Regions from separate parts of the Hordeum vulgare genome. Here region 1 is linked to region 2. The links are chromatin contacts, called in public Hi-C maps. All regions are on one chromosome and are shown on one strand. The core of a region is the stretch at or near the end of the contact, and the rest is flanking DNA. Distances in the headings are between cores, read along the strand shown.

What was found. Hi-C and Micro-C count contacts between places; a contact is called where the count stands out from the background.
Region 1: a contact with region 2 is called in a Hi-C map of seedling, with 2.5 times the contacts expected there. The contact joins the promoter of LOC123440347 here to the enhancer-like site in region 2. A contact is called at or near these places in 1 of 6 Hi-C or Micro-C datasets (seedling) and 1 of 1 datasets of contacts at active chromatin or transcription factors (embryo).

What each region holds. Positions count from the first base shown.
Region 1 is chr3H:513,240,940-513,245,416 of MorexV3_pseudomolecules_assembly, forward strand. LOC123440347 reads right to left here and starts at 2,139. Exons shown (of 2, transcript XM_045116918.1): 1 at 875-2,139; 2 at 1-316. The coding sequence starts at 1,673.
Region 2 is chr3H:513,089,290-513,094,080 of MorexV3_pseudomolecules_assembly, forward strand. It overlaps LOC123440346, which reads left to right. Exons shown (of 1, transcript XM_045116917.1): 1 at 1-1,200. The coding sequence ends at 972. Among protein-coding and RNA genes, the nearest start is that of LOC123440346, 3.6 kb to the left of the region's middle. Within about 2 kb of position 3,487, at least 3 of the 3 cell types and tissues checked have open chromatin away from gene starts, as enhancers often do. A contact at or near this core is called in seedling, where this site is marked.

The sequences.
Region 1 (4,477 bases), core at 889-3,388, 150 kb after region 2:
CGGCAGACGGCGCACTTGTCGGAAGCGCAGAGGCTGCTGGCACCGGCGGAGCCGAGGGCGCAGGAGAGCGTGGCGCCGTGGAAGCGCAGCAGCTCGTTGCCGTCGGCGAGGCAGCGGGGGTGCTTCTTGGGCAGCTTGCTCGCCTTGAGCTTCACCGCCTCCCGGTACTCCTCGAAGCGGGCCAGCGTCCGCTGCGTGTTGTGCACCTTGAACACGCGCTCGATCCGCACGCAGCTGCTCTCCGACTTTAGCAGGCTCGTCCGGCAGATGATCTCCACGATCTTCCGCGACGAGTCCCCTTCCACCAGCTCCGTCACTGACAGGCACCCACCATTATTATCAAAGTAAAACCCATTAGACGTCAAACATTATAGCCAGTATTGATCATCACAATCTAGTGCTGCACTGTTAATGTTTCATGGGCGCCATACATCATAATGGATGCAGAAAACATGGGAGTGATTGTAGGCTACAGCAGGGGATGAAAGATCTGGTAGAATCCCAACCCACATGGTCGCAGTTATTGTGTTTCGTGAAAGTCGAAATCCAAAGCATGGATTCGCGTAATAAGGAGCGAAAAACAGACAGTATCTGAAGAAACCTAGTGGTGAAACTGTGAACGTGAGAACTGCAACCTATGCCAGCTGAAGCCATGTAATAGTAACTTTTGAGCTAGAGAAGTGGCACTATCCTGAGTCCACAAGTGTATATTGATTGCAAAAAGCAGTACTAGTGTGTATGTTTTTAACCGATTACTGAAGTGCGAAAAGGATAGGAGTAACATTCCCAGTACTCCGTGAAGATCTACCAACCGATATGAACTAGTAGTAGCGTACCACCAACAAAAGCAATGCAGTGCAGATGTCATCCTCACCTGCATGTTTGGATAGGTGGTGCGCCTCCAGCGCCTCCCATTTGCTGAACTGCTCGGGGCACCTGTGGCAGCTGAGGCCGCCGGAGCCCTTGTCGCCGGTCTTGGGCGCGTCGACCTCGCAGGATGCCCGGTGGGTTGTGGGCGCGGTGGCGCCGTCCCTGTCCAGCAGCGGGTTCGGCGACCTCGGCGGCGTGCACCGCATGCTGCCCGCACGGCACGAGCCGCTGTACTGCAGCCCGTGGCTCCAGCCGGGCCCCGGCGTGCCGGGGCGGAGCGTGCCCACGAACGAAGACACGACGCCACCGCCGTCGCCGCCGTCCGCGTCGTGCGCGGGCGCTCCTCCCCCCGACGCCCCGAGGCCGCCGCAGCCGCCGAAGCCGGTGATCTTGAGCTCGCAGCGGGAGTTGGTGCTGAGCACCACCTCGTGGGCGATGGGGTTGAGGAACTCGCTGCTGCCGATGGAGCGCGGGCTGCAGCTGGGCGGCTGGCCCGGGTGGCGCTTGCTCCCGTGGATGACGTCCCGCAGGTTGGCTATGGAGCGCGAGCACCCGGACCGCGCCGCGCGCTTGGTCACGATGGATGACAGGTGCCCGCCATTGCCGACGCTGGCGCTGGAGCTGGAGCTGGAGCTGGGCTTGGGCTTGGGCACGTGCACCTCCGACGACTGGGACCGGCACTGCAGCGACTTCTTGAGCGCGAACCACACCGTGGGCGCCGGCGCCGGGGCCGCGGCCTTCTCCTCCCCACGTTGGCCGTCCCCGCCGGCGACGGCGCTCGCACGCCTCCTCCTCTCGCCCATGTCGAGCTGCACGCGGACGCGGAGGTAGCTGGGGCGTGAATGCGCGCGTCGTCGGTGAGTCACCGCGGAGCGCGCATTACTTATGGCAGGCGCAGGCTGGGGCGCCGCAGCGGGAGCACCCGATTCCGAGCGAGAGATAGCGAGCGGGGCAGGCGGGCAGAGGCAATTAAACCGCCATGGGGTTGGGCTTGGGCGGCAGTAAAGGCGCGCCACCAAACGAACTGCAGAGCTGCTCTGCTCCGCTGACGCTGTGCCTGTGTGTGTGGCTCGCTAGCTTGCCGGGAGCGAGCCGCTCTGAGGTGAGAGGTGTGGTGCAGTCTATGGATACGATACGAGATGCTCGGGAGAGATGGGGACCGAGCGAGTTGGGTGAGGGTGAGGTCTGGCGAGTAGGAACAAATGTTGAATTGTAAATGGGGACGGGGGCGGCAGGTACAGGTGGGCGCTCAAGACAAGGGGGCCGCAGCAACAAAAAGGAACAAGCCGAGGCCGTGATGCCGGGGGCGCACGGCACGGGCGCGTGTGTTCTATGCATACGTAGTACCATATTTTTTAGAGAATTCCTTATTTAACCTTTTCTTAAAATTTGATTTCTTATTTGGCTTAAATAAAAAATATTTCCAATTCGGCATCTTAAGTAATTTTTGTTTCTTATACTATACTTTTGTCTATTTTAGGCATTAAGTTGTCAAGTATGAGGCAGAAAAACCATTTTACCCCTAGTGCAGTATAACTATCCTGGTTTAAGTAAAAAAGAAAATCAGTTCACTCATGTTTTAGGAATTTTCGACGGATGTTGCATATGTATAAGTGTGCTCTAATTTTTTGTCTTAATCTGATATGTGCGTATAGAAAACATGTAAAATATCCGTGAAACTCATACCAACATATCTATCTATATGTATATAGGCTAGAGTGGCAGAGCTAGAGAGAAATATTTGGGCGGACCAAACAAGTGGATGTTTCTTTTCAAGACATTAATTAGTGCATACAATTTTTTTAACTAGAGCTGCACATATATATAGCCGGTGCTCGGCTATTTTCTTTTAAACGTTGCTTTTTTCATTAGTTTGAAAAATAATATGTTGGATCAAAAACTTTCAAAAATGCGATTGTGTCGGCTTAGCCAAGGCCAATTAGCTCCTATCGGCTACGGCGAGGCCGACAGGCTTGTCGGCCTTTCACTTAGGTACTCATCGACCTTGTCTAGGTTGATAAGTACTAATCGGCTTAGCCGTGACCAATTAGTACTAATCGGTAAAGTTGTGACCAATTAGTACTAATTGACCTACTCGTGATCAACTGATACTAGTTGGTGTTGGCAAAGCCAATAAATGCATGATTTTTTTCCCGTAATGAAAAAAATTTGATGTCCACGATATCAAAATTGCCCCTTTATAATTTTTCCGACATTTCCGCTTTCGCGCCATTTCTTTCCAGCCTCGTTTTCCCGCCATTGCACTTGTCATCTCAGTCTATAAAATGAGGCATTGGAACTCTCTTCCTTCAATGTCCAGCCACACTTGAAAACACAAACGCTCTAGTCATTATGAGTTTGCCTTGCTAGGATCAAAGCATTAGGCCTAGGAAAATGAAGAGTACGAGTATGCTTCTCGGGCTGAAAGTTGTGCGTTGTTGATGTGGTGATCTCTGCAAGGTGAAGAAGGTGACGGATCTTTTAGATTGGATGGGCATGAAGTTTTTTTATGTGCGCCAATTATGAGAAAGATCCATCCGTTGCTATTTCACCGTACATCAGGCCTCCGGTATGCTTCACTCATCAAAATAAACATGTTGATATTATTGTTGCCTTGGTATTTATATTTCTATTTTTTTGTAGTCTCCTCCTCCTTTGTGCATGTACTATTGTTGTATTGACACGGAAATACCAGACTAGGCGTCGGAGCCAAAGCTCGCTGACCCGGAGGGGGAGGAAACGGAAGACCCTCGCCCCGAGCCAACCACTGGGAGAAGCTGCACTGGAGGAGGGTGTGTGTGGTTGGTTTCGTGCCGCTGTGCATCTTGTATGACACGTCGAGCATCTGCTCGAAGGTGAGCTTTGGCAGCCAGGCGGACTTGCCGGTGTGCTGTCGTTTGGCCGCGCCCTGGCCGGCCAGCTGCTCTTCTTTAGTGGTTGCCACCAACCAGACGAAGTAGCGCGGGTCCAGTTGGTCCATCTTGCACTTGCTGTTGGGGTCATTATTTTGCCAGGGCTCGCTGTCGTCGGCTGGCTTCTGGGTGGCCGGACGAGCCGACACGTCCTTACTGGTTGCATCGACTTTCACGCACATGGCAGAGTTGGCGGTGGCATGCTTCTCCGCCTTGATCATGAGGTTTCTAGGAAGGCCGGCTCGGAGCACATGAGCTTGTAGTTGAGAAGGGTGTCGTCCCGGTGATACGTCTCCAACGTATCTATAATTTTTGATGGTTTCATGCTATTATCTTGTCAAACTTTGGATGTTTTGCATGCCTTTTATATATTTTTTGGGACTAACTTATTAACTCAGTGCCAAGTGCCAGTTCCTGTTTTTCCATGTTTTTTACCCCTTTCAGAAGAGATTTTGAAATGGAGTCCAAAAGTAAGAAAATCCCCGAAAAGATTTTTTCCGTAACGGAAGAAGATCGGAAAGCTTGAGAGCCAAGGCAGGGGAGCCTTGATACGTCTCCGTCGTATCTACTTTTCCGAACTCTTTTGCCCTTGTTTTGGACTCTAACTTGCATGATTTAAATGGAACTAACCCGGAATGACGCTGTTTTCAGCAGAATTGCCATGGTGTTGTTTTTGTGCAGAAATAAAAGTTCTC
Region 2 (4,791 bases), core at 2,237-4,736:
GTGTCACAAGTGAGTCAATTTGTTGCTCTAATGCATCTTGCTCCAGACTGTTCGGAGGAAGACGTTCTGGAAATTCTTCCAGTTTATGCTGATTTGGTGCGTGGTTTATGGGTCTGCAGAAGTTCTTTGTTGTATGATGATGGACTTGCTTCCAAAAGGGATCAAATTATGCTTGAGTTTACAAAAATGGAATCCATACCTGTGAAGTATGTAGAAAGACTGATCAGAGATGAGCGGACAAGGAACATGATATTGAATCCGCTGGGTAAAAGAAGGGAGAAGCTTCAAGACTACAAGTTTATAGTAGCAGCAGATTCATCCTTCATAAAACGTTATCCCCATATAGTCAAGGAGCAAGAAAATGCTTGGTCAGTTCGCGCGGCAACCATGCTTGATCCCCTAGAGACACGCAGCGCTACTGAACAGAGGAAAACCAAGAATTCAGCCAGATCTAACATTCCTGTGAAAGGGCCTGATACAGTCATGGGTAAGGCCAAGGATGGCCTCGTTCAAGGAAGTGAAAACCATGTGCGCTCTGTCTTGGATAGTGTCTTCACTGCCAATAAAGTTCGTAGTTTTCCGGCCGTTGTTAGAGACTTGAGGCACTTGGCAGTAAAATATGCCTCTAACAAGAAAGATGAAGCAAGGTTCCAAGCTCTGTCAAATGCTGCACAAACTTGTGTATCACTTTCTCGTAAAGAGCTTGATGCTTCAATACGTCTTGTTGCTGTTCCTGTCCATGATTTATATGTTCAAAAGACAGAGGAGAAGGCTAGCGTGCGAAATTGTCTCATTATGCTTTTCCGTGGTAGAGCTTCCAATGGAACAGTAAAGAAGCAGGAAGTTATTGATTGTACTCTGAAGCTGCTAAAGAGAAAAATTAGCGAGAAAGAGTACCATCAGGCTGTGACTGAGATCTGCTTCTCAAATGAAGATGGACACTTGGTATTGAAGAATGGTGAAATGCCCTGAATTCGACATGCCATCAGGCTGTGAATGAGATTTGCATATCAAATGAAGATGGACACTTGGTATTGAAGAATGGTGAAATACCCTGAATTCAATATAATGATGAACCTTGTAGATGTCCAAAGTGCTTGAAGTTCACTGTAGACACAGAAGGTGGTAAATAACCATTCTATCATTGCATGTCATTCTCTTATGTGTTCTTAGCAATAAAGATGGGCATTGGTTCTCTAATTGGTTTATATCTGGACCACTTGCTGACAAGGTTCAAAATTCAAATCAACATTTCTAAGCATTATGTTTCTTTATTAAATTATACCTGTGTTGTAGCTGGTTTGCAATATTTGTTCTGTTGCTGAGGTGTCGATGTGCTGTGTTGCCATAGCAATGGTTGGAAAGTAACTTTTACATCATGAGTAGGTCAACATGCAGTCTCTTCATATTTGTATCTTTGCTACAGAGCTTGCTTGCATCCTCGTGTACAACGTCAATCCCAACCAGAAACATTGGGTGATAGTCAAAATGTATAAAACCATTCACCTCCACTATGGTCCGATGAGCGTTCTCACCACCCGGCAGGGTGCCTATCATCCATGACTCTGCCAGACCTGCAGGTCCATTTTTCTCTCTCTGGATTAGGGACTATTTGGAAGTGGAACAGCAAACCCTGGTGATTTGGTTTGGTGTTCAAGGAGAGGCGGATCTGGATTTACATTTGTTTTGGTGTGGAATTCTTTAATTTTGTAGGAATTGCTCCAGAGGAAACACATCAAATTCAAGGTGTATAACCATATATTGTTGTGGATCTTAGGTTGGATGCGCACATGAAAGCATTGATCTGATTTTGCTTGTCTCTGTAGATTTTTGCCCATGCTGGGCTGTGTCTATGTGCAGATTTTTCTTCATGTGTGGAAGCTGGACTGTCTATATGTACAATTTTGTTCATGCAAGGATTTTTTATTTACACTCATTAGATCATCTCATTCTCATGTGTAGCTCAATCAGTTACCCAAATTATTGTTCTTCCCTGTTCTGCCTCTGAGCCTGTTTCCTTGCCATGAAGTCTTGTGCTGTAGCTTCTCACTTCACCTTCGATGACACTCTGCTTCAACCCGTATTTGTCCAAGACTTAAATTATTCAGCTTTGTTACTATATACTCCCTCTGTACGGAAATACTTGTTGGAGAAATTGATAAAAATGGACGTATCTAAAACTAAAATACATATAGATACATCCATTTCTTTGACAAGTATTTTTGGATTGAGGGAGTATATCTCGGCATAGATATTGTAAATACTAAATACTATCATATGCTTTTAAGAAACAGTGTTGCTTTCTGTTTGACATTGATATGGTTGTGAGTTGGTTTACAGATTGTTTTCCTTAATAACATACTGTATTGGTTTAGCAAATTGAGTTTTGTTTCATCATGTTTTTTATACCATGCCATCAGGATTTTCAGTTGTTCTTCTGCCATATACACAATATGTCGCAGCCCTTTAGGTTTTTAGGTTATTCTTCTGCCATACCATCTTTGTGCGTGTATATCCTGACATATAGTTTCCTTTTGCTGTGCAGATGTGCTTATATTTTCTCATGTCTTCCCCTCCTATTTTTTCCGGAGGCAAAAGTCTTGCCTTATCTCATTAATAAAACAGAAGAGAGTTGTCTGATTAATAAATGAAAAACCGAACGAAAACCGTCACAAACCGTTGAGCGACACACACATGATAGTACACATTAATATAGAAGGTCTCGTCAACATAACACACCGATGTCATCGTCATCACTTCTCCCCAGCACGCGTCATCGCCATCCCTAATTACTGAGCAAGCGACTTCAACTTCTCTGAAGACAGATGTCGACCCAACCCAGAGCGTAGAGGCAGTGTGAAACACAAGAATCCCCGTGCCAAACTCAGCCACCCGCGTCAAGGAGAGCACAACTCCGACTCTGAAAGATAGCTCTGAAGGAGAACTATGCAAGACTGGCATCGTGGAAGACCACTGAACATATCACCTGCTCACTGTCATCGTCGGCACAGCGGCCTCGCCGCCACACCTCCGACTTCACCGCAACAAAACAACCCGAGGTAATCCCACTAACATGCCGGAGAAAACCGACTACTGCAACCATTGTCACGCCTCCGACATCACACACACACACCATTGTTGTCATAGAAGCCTCGACGTCAATACCACCAACTTTCATCGGTCCCGCTTGATGATGCCTAGCTCCAATGACAAAGCCCTCAAGAGAGGATACGTTGGAGCATCGTCATCGTCTGATCCCATGGATCTAGGGTTTTTCCCGAAGCTGCGAAGATTAGAGCTGAGAGTACCTCGACGATGCCAGCGAGAAGGAACTGACGCTTGAAAGCGTAGCCATCGTCGGCTTCGGACACGCCGGAGACAAGTTTTCGCCCGACTCAACCTCTCAAGCCCCGCACATCATGCATCAGCAAGCCTCCAACAAGCCACCAAGGTCAAATCCGGAAGGATGTGACCACCTTCACGGGTCCTCACACATCGCGACCTCCGAGCAGCAAATCCGTGTCGCCCGGCCCCTTGTGCGCCTGCATCTGCCACTGCAGGACCCCATGCGTAGATCACGCCTCACCAGATTCGCCGAACTCGCCCGTGCCTCGACAAACACGCGGCCACCAACGCAGCGCCGCCCTGCTCGTCCCCTTGCACGCCCCGGCTTCTGTCCTTGCGATCCTCAGCCCGCCCATGCTCCTGATCCACGGCACACGGAGCAGCACTGCCGCCCCTGGCCGTTGTCACCGCTCCGTCCACATCCCTGACCGCGACCGCCGCCCAGCATGTGCCACCTTGCGCGGCCCCACCTAGCTGCCCGATGCGGCCACCGTGAGCTGCCGCGTCCTCCCCAGCACCGGATCCACACCTTCACACGGCGGAACCGGCCACCGATGCACTGGTCGAGCTCCATGCCAGCCCCGCAGCAGAAGCACCAGACTCGGTACAGATTTGGCCCGCAACACCATCGTTCGTGCCCCGCACCGCGCCCTGCACTTCTGCCACCCCTACGCTGCACCAGAGGACCACGAGACCTCGCAACAGCCCGCTGGAGCATTGTCCGTGACCAGCCGCCACCGAGCCTCCCAGATCCAGAGTAGCCAAACCACTGGGGAGGACGCTCCTCCCCGCCGCGAGTGCACGAGGACCAAGTCCCACCGTCGTCGGCCGCCGGCGGGCTTTGTCTGGAGGCATGCGCCGATGGCGGTGAGGGGATGAGGAGGGTGGAGGGGGGCCAACGGTGGTGGAGGGGTTTCCGCACGAGCCGCCCCTAGGCGCGAGGTGAGGGACGCTCTTTTTCTTCGTCTACCTTTCCTCCCTCCTCTCCTATTTTAGCTTAGTGTGCTTTGGATATAAGCATAGATGCTACGTAGGTCGATACCAAGGGTGAGGTGCCTCCACGTTTGGACAAGATCTCATAGGATCTCTATTACTGAGAATGACGTTTTGTTTCATGGAGGCCTTTATTTTTAAAAAAATCAAATTCAAATTTTTATAGTTTAAAAAATTCTGAAAAAAATATGTATGTATGTAAGTATGTAACCGACATGTGTGTAAAATTTCAGGTCAAAATACTTTAAAACGTGATCTGTACAGAAAAGACAAATTCATGGTCTGAAATGATGAATAGTAACATGTGTTAAACAGCCTCAGATTTGTCTTTTTTGCACAGTCCTCATTTCAACATATTTTGTTCTGAAAATTTACACACTTGTGTATTATACCTTCATCTATCTATGTATTTTTTTTCAGAATTTTTTGAAACATTAAAATACAAATTTTCAC